Regions from separate parts of the Ovis aries genome. Here region 1 is linked to region 2. Evidence: chromatin contacts called from public Hi-C data. All regions are on one chromosome and are shown on one strand. The core of a region is the stretch at or near the end of the contact, and the rest is flanking DNA. Distances in the headings are between cores, read along the strand shown.

What was found. Hi-C and Micro-C count contacts between places; a contact is called where the count stands out from the background.
Region 1: a contact with region 2 is called in a Hi-C map of mixed tissues, with 4 times the contacts expected there. The contact joins the enhancer-like site here to the promoter of SFMBT1 in region 2. A contact is called at or near these places in 5 of 16 Hi-C or Micro-C datasets (mixed tissues, muscle, skin fibroblasts and 1 more).

Annotation. Positions count from the first base shown.
Region 1 is chr19:48,118,191-48,124,619 of ARS-UI_Ramb_v3.0, forward strand. The region is part of intron 1 of STIMATE (STIM activating enhancer); the gene reads left to right. It overlaps LOC132658186 (a long non-coding RNA gene), which reads right to left. Exons shown (of 3, transcript XR_009597440.1): 3 at 6,124-6,429. Among named protein-coding and RNA genes, the nearest start is that of MUSTN1, 24 kb to the right of the region's middle. Within about 2 kb of position 2,556, at least 3 of the 54 cell types and tissues checked have an H3K27ac peak or open chromatin away from gene starts, as enhancers often do.
Region 2 is chr19:47,968,438-47,974,830 of ARS-UI_Ramb_v3.0, forward strand. SFMBT1 (Scm like with four mbt domains 1) reads left to right here and starts at 2,720. Exons shown (of 20, transcript XM_060402481.1): 1 at 2,720-3,021.

The sequences.
Region 1 (6,429 bases), core at 1,306-3,805, 150 kb after region 2:
GTCGGATACGACTGAGTGACTTCCCTTTCACTTTTCACTTTCATGCATTGGAGAAGGAAATGGCAACCCACTCCAGTGTTCTTGCCTGGAGAATCCCAGGGACGAGGGAGCCTGGTGGGCTGCCATCTATGGGGTCGCACAGAGTCGGACACGACTAAAGTGACTTAGTAGTAGCAGTATTTGGGATTGGAATGAAAACTGACCTTTTCCAGGCCTGTGGCCACTGCTGAGTTTTCCAAATTTGCTGGCATATAAAGTGTAGCACTTTCACAGCATCATCTTTTAGGATTTGAAATAGCTCAGCTGGAATTCCATCATCTCCACTAAACTGTCCTAGGCTAGCACTTGGTCAGTCAGCCACACCCAGCTGCAGGGGAGGCTGATAACGCAGTCTACATGCTAGCAAAGGGATTTCCTTAGAAAGAGAGGGTCCAGGAGGGTTGGGGTGGGGGTTGGTAAACAGCAGACTTCCTCAGAGTCTTCCTGGAATTTTCTCCCTGCCCAGAAGACACTGAGTACATTTGGGGTTTTCACACCACTAACGGGTGTTAAAGAGGCTCAGCTGTTGGGGTGATAATTTATAATTTAGAGAAAGTGCAAACACACTTCTGGGCTCTTCCTTGACTGCTGGTGAGGGTGGATTTACTCACCCCCAACCCCAGGAGTTTCTGTCCTTTGGGATTGGGGTCCTGGGCACTTAGAACCAGCAGTGTGGTTTGAGGTTACTGAAAGAGCCACCTATCTCAGGTGGCTTGTATTTCACCCTGGCTCCACTGCTAAGGACCTGGTGATCTGGGACACATCACCTCTTCCCCCCACCATTTTCCTCACCAGGACCCACCAGGACCCTTCTGGCTGTGACTCAGAGTTCAAACTGCCTAGTTTATTCAGCAATCCCCAGCTGGCACTGGTGGGGCTGCTTTGCTTGCAGGGCTTGCTATGGAATTGGGAATGGGGCTGCTTGTGTTTGTCCCAGTAAACAGTCAGTTACCTTTGACAGGAAGCCTGTGTCGCATGAGGCCCTAGGCCATGGTACAGTTTGAGAAATGAGGCCATCAGAGATGTCATCCTGGTCAGCAGCCTGTCATTGGGTAGAAGGCTCCAAAATTATGGATTATTTTTCCTGGCTTCAGGTCACTGGAAGGAGAGTGTTTGCCCCCAGGAAAGAACAAGAAAGCATGAGCTCACTGTCTCTGGAGCTCCCCCACCCCAGAGGGTAGAGAAGCCTGCTCACAGAGACCCAGGGTCTCACATAGGGACCGGTGATTTTGTGGTCCCAGTGAAGAGCCTGTGACTCTGATTTCCGTAGCCTGTGACATGGCACTGCCCAGGATGTCTTCTGTTGTATCACTTTGTGAAATGCAAGACCCTCCAGTGGTCACTGTGTAGTGTGCGATCACCTTCCAGCTTTATGAGTATGATTTCAGTCATAAAAATACACACATTCCACATGTTTTATTTTGTAATTGAATTGCCTCAGTGGATTTTCCTGGCCAAGAGAAGCTCTCTGCCAAGAAAGCTGCCCCATTCATGAGCCTCTTTCTGTACTGTGTTCACAGCAAGGGGTGATTTTATACCCTCATCGTGCTGGTTTGGGAAATACCATGAGATAAAGAGGGGCACAGGGGAATGCCACCTCCTGGGAACCATGTCTACAGAAGCCCAGGTTGCCCCATCGTCGTTCAGCCTCGAACCCTGCTTTCTGTTCCCCTGGCAGTCAGGAGCCTCTTACTGCCCCTTACACGCCTCTCACTCTCCTTCACTCAGGCTGCGCCGGCTTGGACCACACATCTCTCTTAAATTGTGTGGTTTAATTTCAAAACGGTTCCACTTTTTACTACTTGGTTTCTAAGTAGAACTGCAGCTGCTCTGTGGAAATTATTTCCCTTCCAATTCTTGTGGTTTGACTTTTAGTGCCACCTGATATGTCTTCTTGTGACCTGAAACACCCTGTATAGAATCCTAGCTCTTCCTCCGCTCAGTGAGTGCTTGGAGTATCAGCTGGGCAAGGCTCCAAGGAGGGTGGGGAAAGGGGGTGCCTAGCCCCTGTCCTCTAGGTGCTGACTCAAAGCTGTGTGCAAAACCACGTGGCAGCATTACATGAGCAGCGGCGAGGCTGCCTGTGTGAAACGCAGCATCCACTCCCCCCTGCTGCCGTCCAGTTGTGTGGCAGCAAAAGCATGAGACTTCTGAAGCATGACCAACTGTGCCCTGGTCCTCCCAGGGGAGGGTGTGAGCTGAAGCTCAGAGCAGGTGGGCAGAGAGGAGGGCAGGTGGGAGTCTTGCCAGCCCCACTTGAGCATGCCTGGGAGCCCATGTGCCCTGATGAGTACCCTCTGCAGCCATGCTTCCAGTGACCACACTGTCAAAGCAAAAAGTCTCATAATACACAATGCAGGCAGGGCTGTGAGGAAATGGGCACTTGTATGAGTTGCTGTAGCCTCTCTGGAGGGCAGTATGACAGAGTCAGTTGTACATAAGCTTTGACGCACACAGTGAACCCACACAGGCAGAGACAGCGCATGGCCTGGACATTGGCTGCAGTGGTGCTTGTAGAATGACTCAGAGATGACACAGCCACGCCAGGGGTACCACGTCACTTCCCGTCTAAGAGATGGGGCCACGTGCACAGTAGCTGAAGCTCCAGGGCTCTGTCAATGACCGCAGTGAGGGCCTGACTCTACAAAGTCTGAGACCATCTGTCTCTCTCTTTACAGAGATACTTGTCCATCTTCTACTCACCTAGCACCCAGGTGACAGGGATTGGCCCTGAGAAGGGAGACAGAGTGGGATTTCAGTTGGAAGGGAGTGTTTTGAAATCTGAATTTTTTTTTTTAAGAAGTAAAGGGAATTCCACTCTTTCACTGCCAAGGCCCAGGTTCAATCCCTGATTGGGGAACTAAGATCTGACAAGCCATGCAGCGTGGCCAAAAAAAGAAAGAGAAAAAGTTTAAAAATTGCTTTATTATTTTTCTAAGAATGCCATAACAAATAATCACAAACTTCTTGGCTTAACATAACAGAAACTTATTCGCTCACAGTCCTAGAAGCCCAAAGTCCAGAATCAATGTGTTGGCAGGACCACAACCCCCTCTAGGGGAGAATCCTTGCCTCTTCCACTTCTGGTGGCTTCCGAAGTTTCCAGGCTCCTGTCTTCACAAGACCGTCTTCTCCTCTGTCATAAGAGTACTTATAATCAGATTTAGGGCCCCCTGCATAATCCAGGATTATCTCTTCGCAAGATCTTTAAGTTAATTATGGTTGCAAAGACCCTTTTTCCAAGTAAGGTCACATTCACAGATATTGAGGGTCAACCTGGATCATAGCAGCCCCCCTTCTACTTTTTCCTTTTACATAAAGTCACATGACTGGTAGCAGAGACAGGACTCACAACCCATCTCTCTGGCTCTTGGCCCCTACTGCTTTTCTGGAAATGGGGTCCCATGCCTGTCTTCAGGATATGTGTGCTTGAAGGCAAGAGAGCCTGCTTGGGAGCCCGTGAGGGCTCCGTGTCCTGATGGCCCCCTTGTCTGTCACCACTCTCCACATCCTCACTCTCCTCTTCTTTGTCGCACGAAGGTCTCTGTTAGGTGCTGCTCTGTCAACCTTGGGTTCCAACTCCAGTGTCACTTCTTATCAGGCGCCTGACCTACCCTTAATGTTTGCCTGCTTCCCCTCCACTAGCCCTCCAGCGTCAGGGGATATTGGTGGATACGCTGGAAAGGATGGATTGCATGCTGCTTTGGCTTCTTGCTCCCTCTGAGTTCTCTCCATCCTGCAGGAGCACTAGGAATTGAGAAAAGATGGATTGTCCCAGGGCTGTGCCTGAGAAACTCTGTGGAGCTTCTGAGGGGGCAGCTGCCAGACCTCTGTGGGGAGCACGTCTGTGTCCATGAGACTGGTTACCTTTCTCACCGTCCATCAGGGACTCGGGGACAGTTCTTTGTCTCTTGCCTGTAGAGAAGTGTGTCTCCCCAGTTTTCCATTTCTCACCACCGTAACACCGAAGCCAGAAGTGCAGTGGAACCATGTCAGTTCCCAGCCCTGGAGTCATCCTGGACTGTTTTCTTCCTCTCATACCACCCGCCCCCCCACACCCTGTTGGCTCAGTGTTGAGGATAAACAGCCGGGAGCCCACCTCCTCTCGTCCTCTCTTGCTACCAGCAGGCCACGACACCACTGCCTCATTCTGGGTTCTCATAGTGGTCTTTGCCTGCTCTTGCTGCTCAGCACAGCACAGCAGGGGCTGAGCCTGTTGAACTGTGGGCCACAGCCATGCTGCCCTGCTCCTGCCCCCTGGTCACTGTGGGCAGAGGGGAGCCTTCACCCTGGGAGACCTGACCTCGTGTCCCGTACTTCCCTCAGTCCCTGGCCTCAGCCCTCTGTCTGATGACTCTTTCGCAGACATGGGTGATTCTCAGAGAGCGATGCTCACCTGCCGGGCCTCCTCAGCTGCCCCTGCACACCCGCTTCCGAGGCCCCTTTGCTTCTTTCCTGCTCTCCTCTACTGTTGCTATCTGACATGCTGTGTGTTTACTCCTCTCTCCCCACTAGAGTGTAAGGAAGATGGAAATTTTTATTCATTTCATCTCCTGCCAAACGGACCCTCTCACACGGCAGGCCCCTCAATAAAACAGGGATGGGTGAACGGGTTCTTCTGTTCTTGTCCAAATTAGATCTGGGGTAGCTTTCTTAATGTTTCTTCATTCACTTAAATATATCAGAGTCTAAAATACATGTATTTTATATTGTATTCATGTATTGTATACATGTATTTTATACATATATTCTAGGGAAATGGGGTGGAGAGGGAGAGGGAGAAAGCAGGAGAATCTGAATGTACTCTGCGTCCCGCTGAGGGCGCTCCTGGGTGAGACTGTTCCTAGGCATGGATGGCCTGCACACACTCTTCCTCTCCCTTTCTTGTCGCAGAACCCAGCTATGAGTCACATCACTTTTCCCCATTTTGCTGCATTAGTACAAGTCCGTGATAGGGTTGTCTTTTTTTTTAATAAAAGCATTATGAACATGGAAGAGTGTTAAGCCATTCAGAATGATATAAAAAGTCTACTCCCTGATCCACAATTCCTTTCATCAAAGGGAGCCCTTGTTAACAGTCACTTAACATTAACCCTAGGGGAAAAAAACAACCCATGTGTAATGTCGGCATAAATGTATATTTTTAAAACATGGATCTGAACAGAATCATGGTAGGCATACTCTTCTGTTATTTGTTAATATAATTCATTAATCTTTCCGTATTAATCCATGCAGACATACCTTGTTTCTGGCCACTGCCTGGTGTTGTGTTGTACTGTGATGTATATACTTGACCCCTTATTGATGGTGTTGGCTTCTTCCTGGGGTTTTGTTACGGCAGTATTACAGTGAAGACCTATGCATCTCGGCACATGCTGCAGTAAGGCTTGTACAGCATGTACCTGGCCATGCACCGCAGGTTAAGGGATTGTGGGCATCAACAGTTTTGATAGTTAATGCCAGATTGCCCTCTGAATGCAGGCACTGGTTCATTCTCCCAGAGTGTGTTTTCCTCCCAGCTTTTTATTTCAGAAAATGTTAGACCCATGGAAAACATCTAAATAACGATTTCATGAATACTGAAGTGTCCTTCCTCTAGGTTTACCCATTACTGTGTTGCCCTCTGTATCGGTGTGCTAAGACTGCCAGAACAAACTACCACAGAATGGGTGGATTAAGCAACACAAATTTTTTTCTTCACAATTCTAGAGGGTGAAAGTTCAGGCCAAGGTGTTGGCCAGCGTCATTTCTCCCGAGGCCTCTGCTTGGCTTGAAGGTGGCCGTCTTCTCAGCGTGTCCTGTCACGGCCACCCCTCTGTCTGCGTGTGTCCTAGTCTCCTGTCCTTCTAAGGACACCAGGCATGGTGGATTAGGGCCCACCTGTGTGACCTTGTCTTACCTTTATTATCTCTTTTAAGGTCCCATCTGCAAATAGTCACATTCTGGGTTCTGGAGGTTAGGACTTCTTCACATGAATTGGGCATGTGAGAGGAGGAGTACAGTTTGGCCCATAACATGGTATTTGCTTCTCTTTACTTTTTATATATCATACTAATAGAATTACAAATACTTACTATAGAATCATCACTTACATTTGTTTTATTTATCATGTATAATTATAATGTAGGGCTTCCACATTATAAATTATGCCATTTATAATATATCTATTATATATAATTAGTATATATAGCATAATTTCCCCCTAAACCACTTGAAGGTAAATTGCACCCATTCTGGTACTTCAGCATATGCCTCCCAAGAATGAGGGTGTCCTTTTTGGTTATTTTAATATCCCTTATTTTATGCTATTAGGGACCGATTCCCCTGAGGAGACGAGCAAATGAGCAGGAGGTACCCCAGCCCTGCCTGTCAGCCTTCCCTCCAGACGGC
Region 2 (6,393 bases), core at 1,470-3,969:
CATGATCAGAAGTCAGTTTCCTCCATGCTCCTCTGGCACTGCCTCTGTGAAAAACTACCATCCAAATTTCCAAGCAGCAGAGGGGTTGAGGAGCTGGCCCACCTAGTTTGTGTTCTAGCTATGCCTCTCACTGAGTGATCTGGACGCTCCCAGTTTGTTCTTTGTCCTTAAGAGAATGCCACGACCTATGCTGGGGGATGTTGCAAGGAGTAAAAATTTCCTGTATGTGCACACATGCCCACACCTACACAGGGCCCTGCACAAGCCAGGCTTTTTTTTTTTTTTAATTTCATTTATTCATTTTTGGCTGCCCTGGGTCTTTGTCGCTGCTTGTGGACTTTATCTAGTGGCGGAAGGCTCAGCATTTGTGGCGCGGGGGCTCAGCTGCTGCAGTGGCATGTGCGCTTTTCCCGGGCCAGGGATGGAACTTGTGTCCCTTGCATTGGCAGGAGGACTCTTAACTACCAGACCACCAGGGAAGTCCCAAGTCAGACTCCTAAATGCTGTTCCTTGTGGCTCTCTGCTCTTCCTGTTCTTCAGGGGTCATGAAGGTGAGCAGCAGAGAGAGGCTGGAGTCAATGAGGAAACTCACTTCTCAGTTTTAAAATATCTGGATAAATGGAAAGATAGCACATGTCCTGGTTGGGAAAATGAAATATTAAGACATATTTGATCTGTTCAAATGAATTCATAGGTTTAATGTAACCCTATGCAAAATCTCAATTTTTTGCAAATATCAGTAACAGCTGATATTTACTGAGTATATATATGAATGTTATATATACATACATATTATATGTTACACACACACACACACACACACTATGTGCTAGGCATCATTTAGCTTATGTTACTTTTATTCCCATTTTATAGACCAAGACCCTAAGGCCTGGGAATCATAAGCAACTTGCCAAGGTCACAGTTCTGGTGAGTGTTGAAGCTGGATGATCCTCTCTCCAAAGTGAGCACTCTTAATTCCTGTATGATGATCCTAGAATGTGTATGGATTTATACTATTCTGTATATCAAGTGATAAGTCTGAATGAAAGAAGACCCTATGAGGGGGGATTCTAGCCCTGCCAGATGTGAGAACGTATTTTAAAGAGCCAGTATTTAACTCCACATGGTATTTCCTTAAACCAAAGTCTGTGAAAAGAAATGGAGAATTCAGAAATAGACCAACCAAAATCAAATGCGTAGCATTAACGTAGATTTTACTAGGCAAAGGATAAGGTAAGAATTATTTAATAAATGGTGATTGCGTGAAGAACTGGTGATGATGGTGGTTACTTAAAATCCGTATTTTACTCCCACACAGCAAAATAAACTTGCCATGGATAACCACCAAAGAATTAAAAATAAAATTTTAGAAAACTAGCAGAATGCAGACTATCAGATGAATGGAAGAAAGCTCACTTTGTCAGCACTGAAGCAATTGAAAAAATAAAATAAAAAAGGACCAGAATGGCAGATTGAATAAAACAAAAAAGAACAATGGACTGGGAAATATTTGAATCACTGATGATAGAGTAGTATCTGCAACATAAAAAATTCTTATTCAAAATTAGAAGAGGTTCGAGTCCCCAAAAGACAAATGGGTGTGAACAGATCATTTACAGAAAGGGAAATTTAGGTAGTAAATGCATGGGAAAACATTTTAAAGTCACCTAAGAAATACTGAAGTAACCTTGAACTACCAGTAGACACTGCTAAAATAGAGGAGCAAAGATGGCATCCAATACTTAGAAATGTGTATTGAACTCTTTATACTTGTTCTTGGCAGGTGCAGAATGAGTGGGGCTGCTGTTTGGAAAGCTCTGTGGCACTGTGGGCTAAGATAATCCTGCTGTTCCTTAACCTTCCACCTGGTTATTCAATTGCCAGGAGTTTGTCTAAGTGCTGAACTAAGAGATACATTAGCAAACAATAATCAGGGACCAAAATAGGCAATACTAGGAGACAGAGTGAATGGATGACGGTAACTGCACACATGAAAAATGAATGTGAACAAAACAAAAATGTTAAAAAAAATGTCAGTGATGGTAGCAAACACAAAAGAGGATGTGTGGTTGCAACTATGTAAAGACTTGCATATAGGCGGAAGGTTTCATGTTTGAAAAGTTGCATTTTGTAGTATTATGGATACTACTTTGCTACTTTTGCGTTTCTTCCTGTTGTCATATTGTCTCTTCAGTGGCATTGAAAAAAAAAAAATCTAGATTCAAATCTAGCCAGTGGCGTGACTTTGAGCAACACTGTCTGTGAAGTAGGGTAATATTTCCCAGCGCAGTGGCTGAGATCATTGGGAAGTGACTTGAGCCGCATTTGGCACCCCAGACCTCCTTCTTGCTGTGGGGGCGCCTCTTCCTTCCTGAAAGACAGGAATCATCAGAGCCCTGTCAGAGACCTCCTCCCAGGGCCCGGGAATCCGGGCACTCCAGGGTTTCCGTGGTGCAGGGACTCCCTTCTGCAGGGAACTCTACAAAGCAGGTGGGGATCCGGGTGTCTCACTGCCACCTGCCCTCGCTGGGGAAGGGGCGAGCTCGGGGAACACAATCGCCTGTCGGCACCTCGGGTTTCGGGGCCGGCTTGTAGCCACCTCCGACCTTCTGTCCCAGCCCGGAGCCCCCTGCTCTCCCGCCGGAATTCGACAGCCGTCTTGTGCCCCCTCGCTGGGGCCCCGAGCGACAGGAAAACTAGGATTTACAGGGTGCCTCCTGCGGAAGCCGGGAGACACCCGGTGCGCCGGGGGCCCAGGGTCTGACTTTGCAGACAGGGGGCACTTGGGTGCTTTCCAGATCTCACGGGAAGGTCCTCGACGTGGGCCTGGCGGACGGACGCAGCCCTCTCCCGCGGCGACACGCGCCGATCTGGCATCCAGTTGTCGCTCTGTCCGTTCCTCCGCTAATGCCATCTTGCCGGAGGCTGTCACGTGCGGACAACAGCATCGCGCTTCACCTCGGACGCCAAAAACGACACCAGGACGCCACCAAGTTCCCTGGACTCCATCCTCAACCCGAGGTGAGGCGCAGGAGACCTTCCCTCGTGGGTCGGAGCAGGGACTCGGTGGGCGCTGGGTCCCTGGGCGCGTCTTCCCGTCGGGGCCAGTCCGCTCCAGCCTGCAACGCCGTCGGATTTGGGGGGCGCAGCAGTTAGCTCTGCGCCACGGCCTCGAGGTGTCAGCTGTAAGTTGTGGGCTGGGGGCACGAGGGGCCGGGGCGGCTGCCGGCGGGGGTCCCGGAGGACCCTCGTCCGCTGCCGCCTCGTCTCCCGTACTGACCCAGCTGAGCCGGAAGACAAGCGAGCTAGCTCGGAGAGGCCCGGCAGGGGGGCGCCACGCGCGCCGCGCGAGGGGCGCGGGCTGCCGGGAGGAGCGCGGAATGAGGGGGGGGGGCGCGGGCGCATGCGCCCTGCGCCCGTGCCATATTGGAATGAGTCGGAGCGCGGAGCGCCGCCGCCGCCGCCGCCTCCGCCGGAGCGCGGGTGGAGGGGGGCGGGGAGAGCTGCCGGCCGCCCCGCTCCGCGGAGCCCAGCAGGAAGGAGGGCGCGAGCGGGCGAGCGCGGGCGGCGCTAGCGGAAAAAGCTTCCGCGCGGGGGGAAGAAAAGAAGGAAAGAAAGAAAGAAAACGAGCGCGAGAAGGGAAAAGCGAGCGATTGAGCGAGGGCGCGCGCGAAAACTCCCGGCAGGTAAAAAAGCGGGGCCGCCGGCTGGGCCTTCCCGCGCGGCGGCCTGAAGGGGCGGCGGCAGCGCCGGGGCGGTGGACCGCGCGGCGGCCCCCTCGAGGCGGCCGCGCAACTTTGCCAACGAAAATCCACCGGGAGCCGGAGGGCGGCGGGCGCGCGGGCTGAGGCGCCAACGGGCGGCGGCGGCACGTTGGGGGCGGGGGCGGGGCGGGGGGGGGGAAGCGCGGCGCCCGCGCGCGGCCTCGCGCGGCCCCGCGCGCCGGCCGGCCGGGCGGTAGGAGCGCGCCTGGGTGTCTCGCTGAGGCGGCGGCGGCCGGCAGTCCCGGGCGGACTCGCGCGGCGCGCGGCAACCCCAGGGCGTGAAAGGAAAGTGGCCGGGCGGCGGTACTGCGGGCGCCCAAGTTCCCCGGCGCGCTGGGCCCTTGGCGCGCCCCTCCCCGCGCGTCCCGCGCTCCCGCCCGCCGAGCCCCCGCGGACCCGCCCCCCGGGCTCGCTCCGGGCCCGGGGCGCGAACCCGCAGCAGGACCCGGGGGCGCGCCGCCCGCGCGGCGATCTGAACTTCGCTGGGCCGAAGCGGCCGCGGCGCGATGGCTGAGCGTCTAGCGGCCGCCGCAACCGGTTGCTTCGGGCCAGCGTATCGGAGTGCGCCGGGCCTCCCCAGCGCCGATCGAGCTGGCCGTGGGCTCGCCGGGAACCCGCTGCCCGACCCCAGGCGGACCTGCCGCTCCAGAGGTCCTTGACCGTTTCGATTTCTGTTCTTAAAGTCTCGTTTTGGACCCTGAAAAGGAGACTGGAGAGGCGAGCCGAGTGTCCTGAGAAGGCAGGCCTGCTTTGTGGGGAGCAGAAACGCCTTGTGAGAACGGAGATACATTCCCGCGGAAAGGATGTATGTTAAGTTTTTCACAAAATGTCAGCTGCTCACTGGGGTCTAAAACTGAACCGTAAAGGACAGGTCACCTGCTCATCTTGTTATACACCGGCAGTGGGGTAGGACACCCTTGCGAAGGCTTTTTATTTAGTGGGGGATATTCCTAGCGGGTCTCTCAAAGCCATGCGGGTGGACTGCCCCGAGCGAGGTTTCGTGAGCCCTACTTAGTCCTGAGAACCAAGAAACCATCAAAAAGATTGGAAAGGTAGTAAGATACATTTTATCAATCCCTGCAATGCCGTCTTCTCAGGGACCACATTTTTAAGATGTCACACTTGATTGCATCACAAGTAAAATGCCTGAAAACGTACTTGTTCGTTTGTCGACTGTCTTGAGATGAGGAAGGAAGATGAGTGTACTCTTGAGTACACTTTGGGGCCTGTCGGTCGGCCTGGTATTTTAAGGTATGTAGAATCTTTCTAGGCCACAGGTAGATTCGGAGTTGGGATTTGTTTACAATGTCAGAAAAGTAACGGCTTGGTGGAAACGGGAGTGGCCCCAGATCAGGAAATAGTTCTGTTACTGCTGTTGTCATTGACTACTGCCTTATCTTGGGTAAGTTTCTTTACAGATTTGTTTTTGTTTCTTTGCAAAATTAGTGGATGAATAGATGATCATTGTGCGTCCTTTCAGTTCTGAAATTTAGTGCCTTTCTAAAGTGAAAGATTAAAAAAATTTAGGTTTGTACTTTGAAAGGTTCTACAAGGAAGTGCTCACAACCTGCATCTCTATTAAAATACATTTAGAAAAAAATACCTTGAGAGTTGTATCTTGGATGATTTTATGTAACATTGTCTGGAAAGATGGTTACAAATGCATTTTAGTATGTTTTAAAATTATTTATTCATTTATTTATTGGGGCCTAATTTATAATAAGATCTCAACTTATGTACATAGAGTTCAGTGGCTTTTTCATATGTATATGCACTGGTAGCTACACTCAGATCAAGATATAGAGCATTTTCAGCTTCCCAAAGGGCTCTTTATACATTTCTCCTTTTCAGTTAACACTTTCCCTCCCCCAGGGTGACACTGTACTGACTTCTGTCACCACTGGTGAGTTTTGCTTTACAACACAACCCTTTTCTGGGTGAATGGGGGTAATATTAGTAAACTGAAGAACAACACATCTGTTAACTGGAGTTATGGTCACGGTCATTTTCTCCATGATCCTCATGCTTTTTATAACAATTTTTACATTTTTATACTATTTAAAATGACTAAAATTTCTGACCCGGGAGAGCTCTTAGTCAGAAGGTCTCTTTTTAGTTGAGGCAATACTGTGCACTTTTGGATCTGTGGTTCTGGGAGTCCTTGTGGACATGGGCCCTGTATCAATCTGCTACTTCCCGTGGTTGGAATGCAGGTATATTTGCAGACAGTAGGTTTAAAGGATGAATCATGAACTTTTCCCACAAATCAGGTTTAAGTGTTAGCAGATGAATCAGTTCCTTAAAGCCTAAAATTGGCTGAGAAAATTAAATGAAAATTGATTTTTTTAAAGTTCATTGAATTAAAGAATGTGGGCATAAAGCTTTAACAACCTTTTAAATGACAGCAATTAACTTGATTTATATATGCAAGATATTCCCCTGGTTTGTCAGATCATTAAAACTCTAGCAGTGAAAGCAAAAACAAAAGATAACTAAAAATTATGTTAGGTGGTTTTTAATTTTTGTTTGGTTTTTGCTTTTTGTGTTAGACCTAGGAAGTTGGGCTTTTTATGTTTCCCACTAAAGCAAGAACTTCAGCAATTTGCTTATCTTTCCCAAATGCCTTTTA